2 separate regions of the Mus musculus genome follow, and region 2 is linked to region 1. A link is a contact called in public HiChIP or PLAC-seq data. All regions are on one chromosome and are shown on one strand. The core of a region is the stretch at or near the end of the contact, and the rest is flanking DNA. Distances in the headings are between cores, read along the strand shown. Region 1 overlaps Dnah2 (dynein, axonemal, heavy chain 2). Region 2 holds the start of Efnb3 (ephrin B3).

Region 1 (4,946 bases), core at 965-3,464:
TGTGTCTTTTAATAAACACAACAACCACCATTTATAACTCCAGAGGAGTCTACCTTCTCTTCTGGCCTTTGGTGGTGGTGAAAAGAAAATGCCCACATACACAGAAATGAATTAATTTAAAAAGTACTTTCAGATGAGTCAGGGGTCCAGCACTAGGGAGGCAGAGGCAGGTGGAACTCTGAGTTCAGTTCCAGGCCAGTCTGGTCTACAGAGTGAGTTCCAGGACATCCAAAGATACATGGAGGAACCCTGTCTTGAAAAGCAACAACAACACACACACACCACAAAAACAAAACCCTCCCCCACAAAACATACTTTTACATTATAGAAAGTTGTATTTCTCCTTAACTAGATCCTTCAAATGCTAACATATAACATATAACTGCTCACCAGAAAGAAACAGAAAAAAAAATCTACATCCAGGATTGTTTGTTTGGTTTGGTTTGGTTTTTAGTTTTCAAGACAGGGTTTCTCTGTGTAGCCCTGGCATATCTGGAATTCACTCTGACCTGGCTGGCCTCAAACCCAGAGATCTGCCTGCCTCTGTCCTCTTAGTGATGGGATTAAAGGTGTGAGTCACCACCACCCCCTCCAATATTTTTATTTTTTTGAGACACAGTCTTACTCTGTAGCCAATTATATAGCCCAGGATTCCTTCAAAATAGCAGTTACCCTCCAGCCTCACCTCCTGTGGACTGAGATCACAAGCGCGAGCCTGTCTGTTATATTTTTCTGTACATGGGTCTGTATATTTTCCTTAACTTTTTTTAAAAAAGATTTATTTATTTATTATATGTAAGTACACTGTAGCTGTCTTCAGACACTCCAGAAGAGGGCATCAGATTTTGTTACGGATGGTTGTGAGCCACCATGTGGTTGCTGGGATTTGAACTTCGGACCTTTGGAAGAGCAGTCAGTGCTCTTTAACCACTGAGCCATCTCTCCAGCCCCTTTCCTTAACTTTTTAATGTTGTATCTTTCTATAGTTTGCTTTAGGGATGGCAAGATGGTGCCGAGGCCAAGGGCATTTGCTATGCCAGCATGGTGATCTGGGGTTTTGACCCCCCCAGAGCCCATGTAAATATAAAAGGTAGCTGACCACCAAGGTCCAGCCAGCTTCAGCATAGTCTGGAAGAAAAGGCCACATCCTGCTGCTAATACTGGGCAAGATATCTGAGACACCCCTACACCTTGAATGCTGTGCTGACCAAACCAAACTCCTCAAAATCAAAATTAACCAACTCGTCCTAACACTGGGTTCTTCTCCCCCATTTATAAACTGTCATTTGCCTATGGGGCCGCATCTGTCTTCTCTCCATCCAGAGGCAGTCCATTGTCCTTCCAGAGCAACTATGCTTTCCCCCTCTCCCTTGTTCCTTTTCTCTTCTCCCTCATTCTCACCCTCATCTGTCTCTGATTCCCTGCCCTTTGTCCCTCTGGGGCAAATAAATCTCCCGTGGTGCTGAGAACTTAGTCTTGCTGCTGTGTCCTGTGCTGACTCTGGTCATTCATAGCCAACTCCACAAAGCTGCCCTCTAGCCTCCACACATGTGCTATGGCAGGCATGCCCATACACATAGATCATGCACACACACTCTTTCACATGCACACATACACACACACACACTAATAATAATAATAATAAATAAAAATGCAAAGCTTGCTTTGTCTGAAAAGGGTAGTTATCACTGTAGTCAGAATACATATGCTGAATGGGTGCCTTCAAGTTTTTGAGGCAGACTCATGGCCTTTACATGTTCAGTGTCTATATGCTCTTTATGAATCAACTATGAATCAACTCAAAGTTGTCCGTTGTGTTGTTCAAATCTTCCATGACCGTAAATTTCAGTCAGCCTGGTTTACTTACTAAGAGGTTAAAACCCGCCTCTATTCTATGGGTTTATCTATTTCTCCTGACATCTCAGCCAATTTAGCTTTAGTTCTTTTGAGTCTGCATCTTAAGTACATCCAAATTCAATCTATTTTATCTTCCTGGACAATCTGAACCTTTTTTTTTTTTTTTTTTTTTATCTTGAGGTGACTTTGTATTTCCAGTAAAGCGTTTTGCCTTGAAGGCTGTGCTGTCTGTCTGTCTGTCTTGGCTTCCCCAGCTCTCTCTGGATGCGTAGCGATCTGGCAGACCTCCTCCCCTGAGACTCCCAAGCCTTTGTCCTTCAGCTTCAGGTGTGTCTCATGTAGGAGACACTCCCGAGGATTACCGTCAGGGCGGGGACTTTTCTTCCAGATGGCGTGTTTGCCCCGAGGGCGCTAACAGATTCTGTGCCTGTTGCTTACCTGGGTTTCAAGATCCTTATCACAAAGCTAACTCCAAACTCTGCTAGTTAATTAAGAGTGTCTGAATGATGGTCACATCACTTATCAATTTCTCTGTTAGACACACTCCTGAAGCCTTTGGATTTTATTTATCAATAGAGGAAGGGTTCACGCACTGAAGAGGCTTGATAGCCTTGATCTCCTCCTACTGCCTTCTGTCTCTCTGCTCACCCTGTGACTGCCATCTTGGGCTCTCTGTTGACCAACCCCTGAAGCTTTATTTAAGCTTCTCTTGAACGAATGGTATTCCTGTGTCTGCTTCTCTGCTAACTTTTCATAGTCTGTACCTACACTTTAGTGAGGCCACATTCTCTCGGCTCATGAACATATTAGAGGCTTTTTGTTTGTTTGAAATAAGCATAATTGAAAGTGTAGCTGATCTAGCCTTCTATAAGATAGGTTGGATGAGACAGAATTTGAAGTCAGAAATTATTTACCCCTGGAATTTTGAAGGCTGCTCCATTATTAGCATACTTAACATTATTGTTGAGACACAGAACAGCCTGGTTTGTGGTTGTTTTTAGTCTCTTGCCTCTTTTTTCTTTTCCTCCTTGGAAACAGCTGAAATAGTCTTCTTGTTCAATATCTAGAATTTCCCAGGGGCAGCCTGTTAAAGGACTGTTCTAGTCCACGTTTATGTGGGATTTCCTTTAGCTGTGAGCAAGGACCTCATCCCTCCATGCTCTTCTCTGTGACTTTTGAAATTGTTTGAATGTTATCTCACCTAGATTTTCCTTTAAATCCTATCTCTTCTCCCCTTTGTCTGCCATAGTCCTTTCTTAATAGCATTTCATTAGAATTTCACTTGGATAATTCTGATCATTGTTCAGGGTGGAGTCTTGGTGGCCCAGGCTGACCTGAATGCATAGAGGGGACCGGCTATCCTCCTCACCCCCAGAGTCCCTGTGTCTGCAGAGATGCCCACCACTCCCCAGCAGAGGCCATTGATGGTTTGCTTTGTATTTCCTCTCCTTGGCCTATCTATTTCTCCACCAGGCTCTTTCTTGTTTGTTCGGGTTCTTTTGTTAGGGAACCTAGGCCCTGCAGGTAACCAAGTCCTAAGCAGATAGGTATGCAAGCCAGACAAGGACAAGCCCAGCCCCAGCACACCCCCTACACACACACACACACACACACACACACACACGCACACGCACACGCACACGCACACGCACACGCACGGTGGGGTGCAGGCTGGAGGGAAGGGGGGTCAGTCTCACTGCCATCACCTTTTCTGGGTCACACATTAACTAAGCCCCCACCTCCTATCGAGAGTGACTCCTGCCGTGTGGCGTGAATGGCAATGTGCCCAGTCCCTTACTTCTGTCGCAGACCATAGGTCACACATCATACATTGACTAAGCCTGCTTCCTTGTGATACAAGACCACCCCTCTTCTCAGAAACCCTTACAAAGTAGACTCCTTGCTTCTCCCAGGGCTAATACTTTCCTTCAAACTCTTTACCATACTGTCTGTTGCCCTGCATTTAAAAAAGTCTCTTGTCTCAGGGATTTGGCTCAACATCCCCTCTCCTCCCTTGCCTCCTCCCTCCCACTAGTAACACCTAATGGCCTTCCTACCAGAGCTCTTCTCTCAGGTTGTTCAGCGAGCTTTGGTTTTCCTTACATCATCCATTCATATTCATATTCTCTCTCTCTCTCTCTCTCTCTCTCTCTCTCTCTCTCTGTCGTGTGTGTGTGTGTGTGTGTGTGTGTGTGTGTGTGTGTGTGTGTATTCTAGACCAGGCTACCCTCAAATTCCTTATGTAGCCAAGGTTAGCCCTGAATTCCTGATTCTCCTACCTCTACTCCCATTTTCTGTTTATATGGCTGGGTGTGTGGGGCTCCTGCAGGCGACAGTGCACTTGGGATCTTTATGCCATGTCCCTGTCATTCTTCTTGGGTCAGAAGAATTCCCCGGAGAGAATGAATACTTTCACTTGCCTGTCTGGATGCCTCAATTCTTTAAGCCGAGAGATGAAAGAAAGCATCTAGTCTGCAAACGTTCCCTCAGTACTGGTTAATCTGACTCATTCCTCTCCTGCCTGCTGTTCCTCAGGCTCGACACCTCTACTCAGCAGGGGAGGCTCTGTCACCCGGGGCCATTAAGACACCAGATCTTAGAGATACAGCTCCTTTCTTCTCCTGGGACAGAGTCCTGTTACACAACTCTAGCTGGCTTCAGCGAACAGCTCCTTTTCCCAACCTCCATCCGCAGCGGTCAGGCTGGTGCTGCCTTCAGGGCTCTTCTGGACTGAGCTCCTCCAGAAGCCATTCTTCCCTTTGCTCCCACCAGTCGCCTGGGGGCACTGACAACGGACACCCCCTTCTCCTGCCCTGCAGGTGAAGCTTGAGACTTTACACCATAGAGTGAATGCTGACTGTGGACAGCGTGAGGCTGAGCTGAAGAGACTGCAGGAATCCTTTGACCCCCTCCCTGCCACCACCAGGGCTTGGACAAGCACAGATCTTCCTAGGTTGTAAGTTGTCCTTCCCATCAGTTGATGGGGAGGGTGAGTCCCTGTAGCCTGACTTCTATAACAGTGGGCTTTACGTTGTTCCACCTTCAGGCTTGGGCTGCTTGCCTTCCAACTCCTGGTGCCTTAGACTGAC
Region 2 (4,946 bases), core at 1,577-4,076, 91 kb after region 1:
AGGAGGCCGAGCCCGGGGACAAAGTAGATCTAGCCGGTCCCCGATCTGAGGATAAAGCACGTAACCGCCCTCTGCCTGGAACCTACAGGGAAGACAAGGTAGGCAGGGAAGAGGTGTCAGGGGTGTGGCGCCCAAAGCTTTCCCTCTCTCACTCCCAACCACCTCGGACAGCAATTCTTAGCTCCCGCCCATTGCCTTTGTTTGAGTCCTGTGTTCAGTAAGCCCGGGAACTAAGGGCTCTGCAAGCTCACATCAGAAGCAGCAGGAAGCCAGGCTCAGAGGTCTCTTGCCCCTTGGTGTGCCCAAATGCACTCTTCAGCCCGCCCTCACCACATGCACACTGCCATCTCCCGCTCCATCACCGGTGCCGTTGCCATGGCAACAGGATGCCAGTTACCAAGGAGCTGGCCTCTCTGGAACCACACAGCCTACCCCTCCCAGGTGATTTCACTATTCCATGGCATTCAACCATGGGGATGGAACCTCCCCCTCCTCCAGGCCACCACTGAATTTCAGGGCAAAGGGGGCAAGGTATAGGTTGGGGTGGTGGTGGTGGGGCTGGGATCTGGGATCCAAGTTAGTCAGTTAATGAGACATGAAGTAAATGCTAGTTTGGCAATGACCAAAATGGGGCTGATGAGAATGGACGCATAGATGCCAATCACTCTGATCATTCTTCCTGCGTTCCACCTTGGGGCTTAAACTTTCTGAGGAAAGTGTTCTCCAGTTGAGGAATTGAAGTAGTTGGCTTCTGTCACTACAGCTGACACAAACTACTAGCAGCATCTCCATGCCCAGTTAGCCAGGGAATGGATGGGCCCAGCACAGCCACAACCTGCCTACCACAGCAAGCCCCTGCCTGTGCATCCACAGTTGAAACCCGGTTCCACAAAGCTGTTGCCCAGCATCTTCCCAGATTCGTACTGACCAGCTCCCACCCAATACCCAAAAGAACCTCAGAAAGCCCCAACGCCTTGTCTCTCTCAACCCTAACAGGATAGCCCATTTATATCCTCAAGGTATACTTAGTGCTCAAAACTGCAGCCAGGAGTTGCTGGCAGGTGGGAGAACTTGTGATTGACTATTCCCACTGAGATATAGGAGGGAGAGGAGGTACCAAGATTGGAATAGGGCAGGAAAGCCAGGAAGCAAAAAAACAGAAACAAACAAACAAACAAAAAAACCAATCCTACCTCTCCTTTCATGAATGAGTACATAATATGTCCAAATACCTTGCCTCCAATCCTCATAACAGCTGTAAGGACTGAAGATACAAACTCAGAGAGGTTAAGTGACATGCCTAAGACCACACAGCTTTCTGCAAAGAGCAGGGCTAGTGTTAAGACCAAGTGCCTGATAAAGTCTCAGGTCCACTCCCCCCTCCCATGACCTCTCACAACCGCCCCAGCGAAGGAGGAAGTTTCTGAAACACAGAACTCTTGGGCTGGTGGGGATAGGAAATGTCATGGAGACAAATCACTTAGATGGCCTCCCAGAGGTTCTGTCTGCCCTGTGTGACTGACTGACCCTTGGCCTCTTTCCAAGCAAAGCTAGCATGTCAGGGACCGGAGTCCCCGATGGGAGAGTTTGCGGTCGGTCAAGATGACTGGAGAGGCCAGTGGCACCCTCAGGACTCCCAGTGGCAGGAGAGAAGGAGGGGGCTTTGAGGGGCCTCCAGAAAGAGTCCACCAAACCAGGAAGACAGGACCATGTTCTAGTTGCCAAACTGTTCAACCAAAGGGTCAACTAGTCCTCTGGCTGTGAACACCAGTTGGGAACACAGACTGAGAGTCAAGGAACCTTGGGTGGGTTGTTCTATAGCCCCAAACTGAACCCCCTTCCCCCTCATCTGCAACACCGAGTGCCTCCTGGGAGCTAGGTGTCCCTGCCCTTCTCCTCAGTGCCTCAGCAGCACCCATTCAGCACCTCTCTCCCGAGAGCTGACATTAACCAGGCTCCCTTCAACGCAGATGACACAGGTCTCCTCCAGAGCCAAATAGCCACTCCATTGCCCTCCCCCTGCCCGTGAACTTTATCTTTGCCCCTTTAAGATCTCCCAACTCCTGACACATGGTATCACCACCCACAACCAGCTCTGTGAGACTAGGAGTCTGGCTCTCAAGATCATTGCTCTGTCTTGTAACCTGTCACCTCACCTCAGCGCTACAGCAAGCACCCTTCTGCCAGCCCCCTCTCAGCTCAGAATCCTAGCCCGGTTAGTCTCAAAGCTTCCATATCCCTTATCCATGGGACTGGAATCTCCTCAGTCCCAACCACTCACCTCTTATTCGCCGAGTTCCAGTAGACAGGCTCCAGGCTGAGTCCAGATACCAGCCCCGCAAAACCTAACAGCAGCAGGGCCCCGACTTGCACACCCCCTGGCCCAAAATGGGGGGCCCCCATGACCCTACCAAGGCCTGGGGGCGGGGCACCAACTCCCCCAAAGTCTCTCACCCCCAGGGGTGGCTACCACGCTGTGGAACCCCAGTCACCCTGGTGGGTGGCTAGTCACCCCCAGCTCCCACAAGGACCCTCTTTTCTGCGATGCTTGCTCCCCGGCTCCAGAGCGCTCAGCCCCACAAGAACCCTTGCAGGGGCCGTCTGCAGGCGCCTTACGCGCCCCCGGCCCACGCGCCGCACCTCGGGATTTGTGCGCCCCGCTACGTGGGGGACATGGGGAGCCGAGGGCCGGGCGGGGGCAACATGAGGCGCCGGGCAAGGGAGCGAAGAAGGAGACACCGAGCTGGAGCCCCAGCCTCGCCGGGATTGAGGGCAGCGGGCTAAGGGAGGAAACCAGTCCCGAGCCCAGGAGGGGGGAGTTAAAGGAGAGGCGGGGAGGGGGAGAGCATGGTGGAGGGAAAAACCGGAGCTGGAGCACAGTCGGAGCGGGCGTCGCATCCCGCGGCCCACGCCCCCCACACCTCCCTCACCTCGCACACCTCCCGTCCGCCACCCCGCCTCGCTGCCCGGCGCGGTCTCTCACGCCCCCTTTGTCTCTGGCAGTGTCCGTCTCTGGCTGAGTTTCTACTTGCTTTCCTTCCTGCCCTCCGATTGCCCGAGCGTTTGGAATCTTCCTCGCTAGCATCCAGAAAGGCTCTTGCCCTCTCCACCCCGAAAAAACCTTCCCCCTTTGCTCCCCGCAGCCTACTCCTCTCCCATTCCAAAACAACACCGCGGCTTTCCAGGCGGTCTGGAGAGGATAATGATAACCTTGAAGGCTAGGCACTTCACAAAGTAACGCTAAGTTGATGGGCTACCTGTGTGAAGTGGGAGGGGGTAGAGCTATCCAGGTTGAGAGGGGACCCCGTGACTTGCCCAAGGTCACACGGGGAGTTTAGGAAAACCCCGAAGACACAATCTAGGCTGCTGAACTCCCCCTTTCCTGGGGTTCATTTTGTCACGGTTTCTTGGACCCTTTACTGTTTTCTGTGGATTAGACGAAGAGACCAGGGAGTAGTAAATTTTGGCCCTTCTTGGGTGATCACGGAGAAAAGTATGACTGGGAGAGGAAAGGGGGTACCTATAACCCCAAAGCAGCAATCCACAGGAAAGGCTGTTTCCAATTATCCTGGGGGAAGGGAGGAGCTGCCTTCTTGGGTGTAAGAAGCAAGGCTTTCAGCACCTCCCGGCAGGGGCGACATTCCTCTCCTTCCAGCCCAATCCTCCACAGGCTGCTCCTTTCCCTTTGACTGTGGTCCCCACCATGGCCCCGTTGACAGCATCTCTTCAAAGACTCTCATTCTGGGTATTTGACAAGGTGTGTGGGGAGGAGGGAGAGTGGACAGATGGAGAAGCACGAAGAACTACCGAGCAAGCCCCTTGCCCGAGCGTGCGCCGCAGTCTAGAGGGAGTCCAATAAGAAGCAGCTGTTTTTCTGTTTGCTCCTTCCTGTGTGTCCTTCCTTTGCCTACTGGGGTGCAGTGGGACACCGTGTCTTGCACCCTTCTCTTCTGCAGCTGCATGATAGTAAACAGGGCGGTGTGCAGCCATCAGCACTGACTTGTCTGTCTGTCACTGTCTGCTTAGTCTCACAGTCACACTCAATCGTCTGCCACCCCTGCTCAGGCCAGCTCACTCTGACCCCTGATGCAGCCACCTCAGGAGTGAGATTTTAAACAGGTTTGCTCCTCAGTTTACCAAGTTGCCTAGCAACCACACAGTCAATGGCATGAGACCCCACCCCCACCTGCTTGACTTCACACCATGCTCAGCACCTCATTGGCTCCTGCCTGGTCCCACCCCTCAGCCCCTTGGTTTTGGGAACAATATGCCAGACCCCACAGATGCCGGACAAAGGAACCTACTACCACCAGTCACGTGCCACCCCGAACAGACACAATGACTCCAGTGTGACACAAAGTCTTTATATTAACTCATCCCCACAGCCTCTGTCCTTCTTTGTCCCTTTTCATCCTGGTCGTCAACAGGGCTACTGGGGTCAGGTCCCCCTCCACACCACCAGAGCTGAAGCTGACATTCGGGATGGGCGTGGCACAGGGAGAGCAGAGGAAGCTCCAGCTCCAGCTCACCTTCATCCCCGCTATTGGTGGGCTCAGGGAACACGCGCTGGCCAGAAGCAGTGGCCAGTAGAGGCAAGGTAGGGTGAAGGCTGGAGAAGAGAGCAGTCGGTCAGCACCTAGTTCAAGATAATACCCAAGAAACCCACCTTCCTCCCAAACCCTAGCCCCAAGCTCCTTCAGGGAATGAGGACCTGACTCCGTTGGTGCAGTCCTTCTGAGGCAGAAAAGTCACCACGGGTTCCAGCTTGCTGTCGTCACTAAGAGCTCCACTGATATCCCACACAGAGACAACTCCACTGGTGTTGCCGCTCACTAGGAACTGACCGCTCCTGGGAAAGACGGGAGATTTGTAGCAGACAGGCATGACCCTTGGGGTAGAAGCCATTCCTATGTAGTGGCCTAGACCCCTACGGCAGCATTCTGACA

The links. HiChIP or PLAC-seq counts read pairs in DNA pulled down with a chosen protein or histone mark.
Region 2: an H3K27ac HiChIP or PLAC-seq map of embryonic stem cells shows a contact between it and region 1, with 5 read pairs. The contact joins the promoter of Efnb3 here to the enhancer-like site in region 1. A contact is called at or near these places in 8 of 39 promoter capture datasets (the 3T3-L1 cell line, 3T3-L1-derived adipocytes, cranial neural crest and 4 more), 1 of 115 datasets of contacts at active chromatin or transcription factors (embryonic stem cells) and 3 of 9 other capture datasets (adipose tissue, liver and pancreatic islet).

The regions. Positions count from the first base shown.
Region 1 is chr11:69,467,262-69,472,207 of GRCm38.p6, forward strand. The region is part of intron 39 of Dnah2 (dynein, axonemal, heavy chain 2); the gene reads right to left. Among named protein-coding and RNA genes, the nearest start is that of Kdm6b, 54 kb to the left of the region's middle. Within about 2 kb of position 2,215, at least 16 of the 459 cell types and tissues checked have an H3K27ac peak or open chromatin away from gene starts, as enhancers often do. A contact at or near this core is called in embryonic stem cells, where this site is marked.
Region 2 is chr11:69,557,411-69,562,356 of GRCm38.p6, forward strand. Efnb3 (ephrin B3) reads right to left here and starts at 2,827. Exons shown (of 5, transcript NM_007911.5): 1 at 2,282-2,827; 2 at 1-82. The coding sequence starts at 2,403. It overlaps Wrap53 (WD repeat containing, antisense to Trp53), which reads right to left. Exons shown (of 10, transcript NM_144824.3): 9 at 4,712-4,849; 10 at 4,344-4,609. The coding sequence ends at 4,369.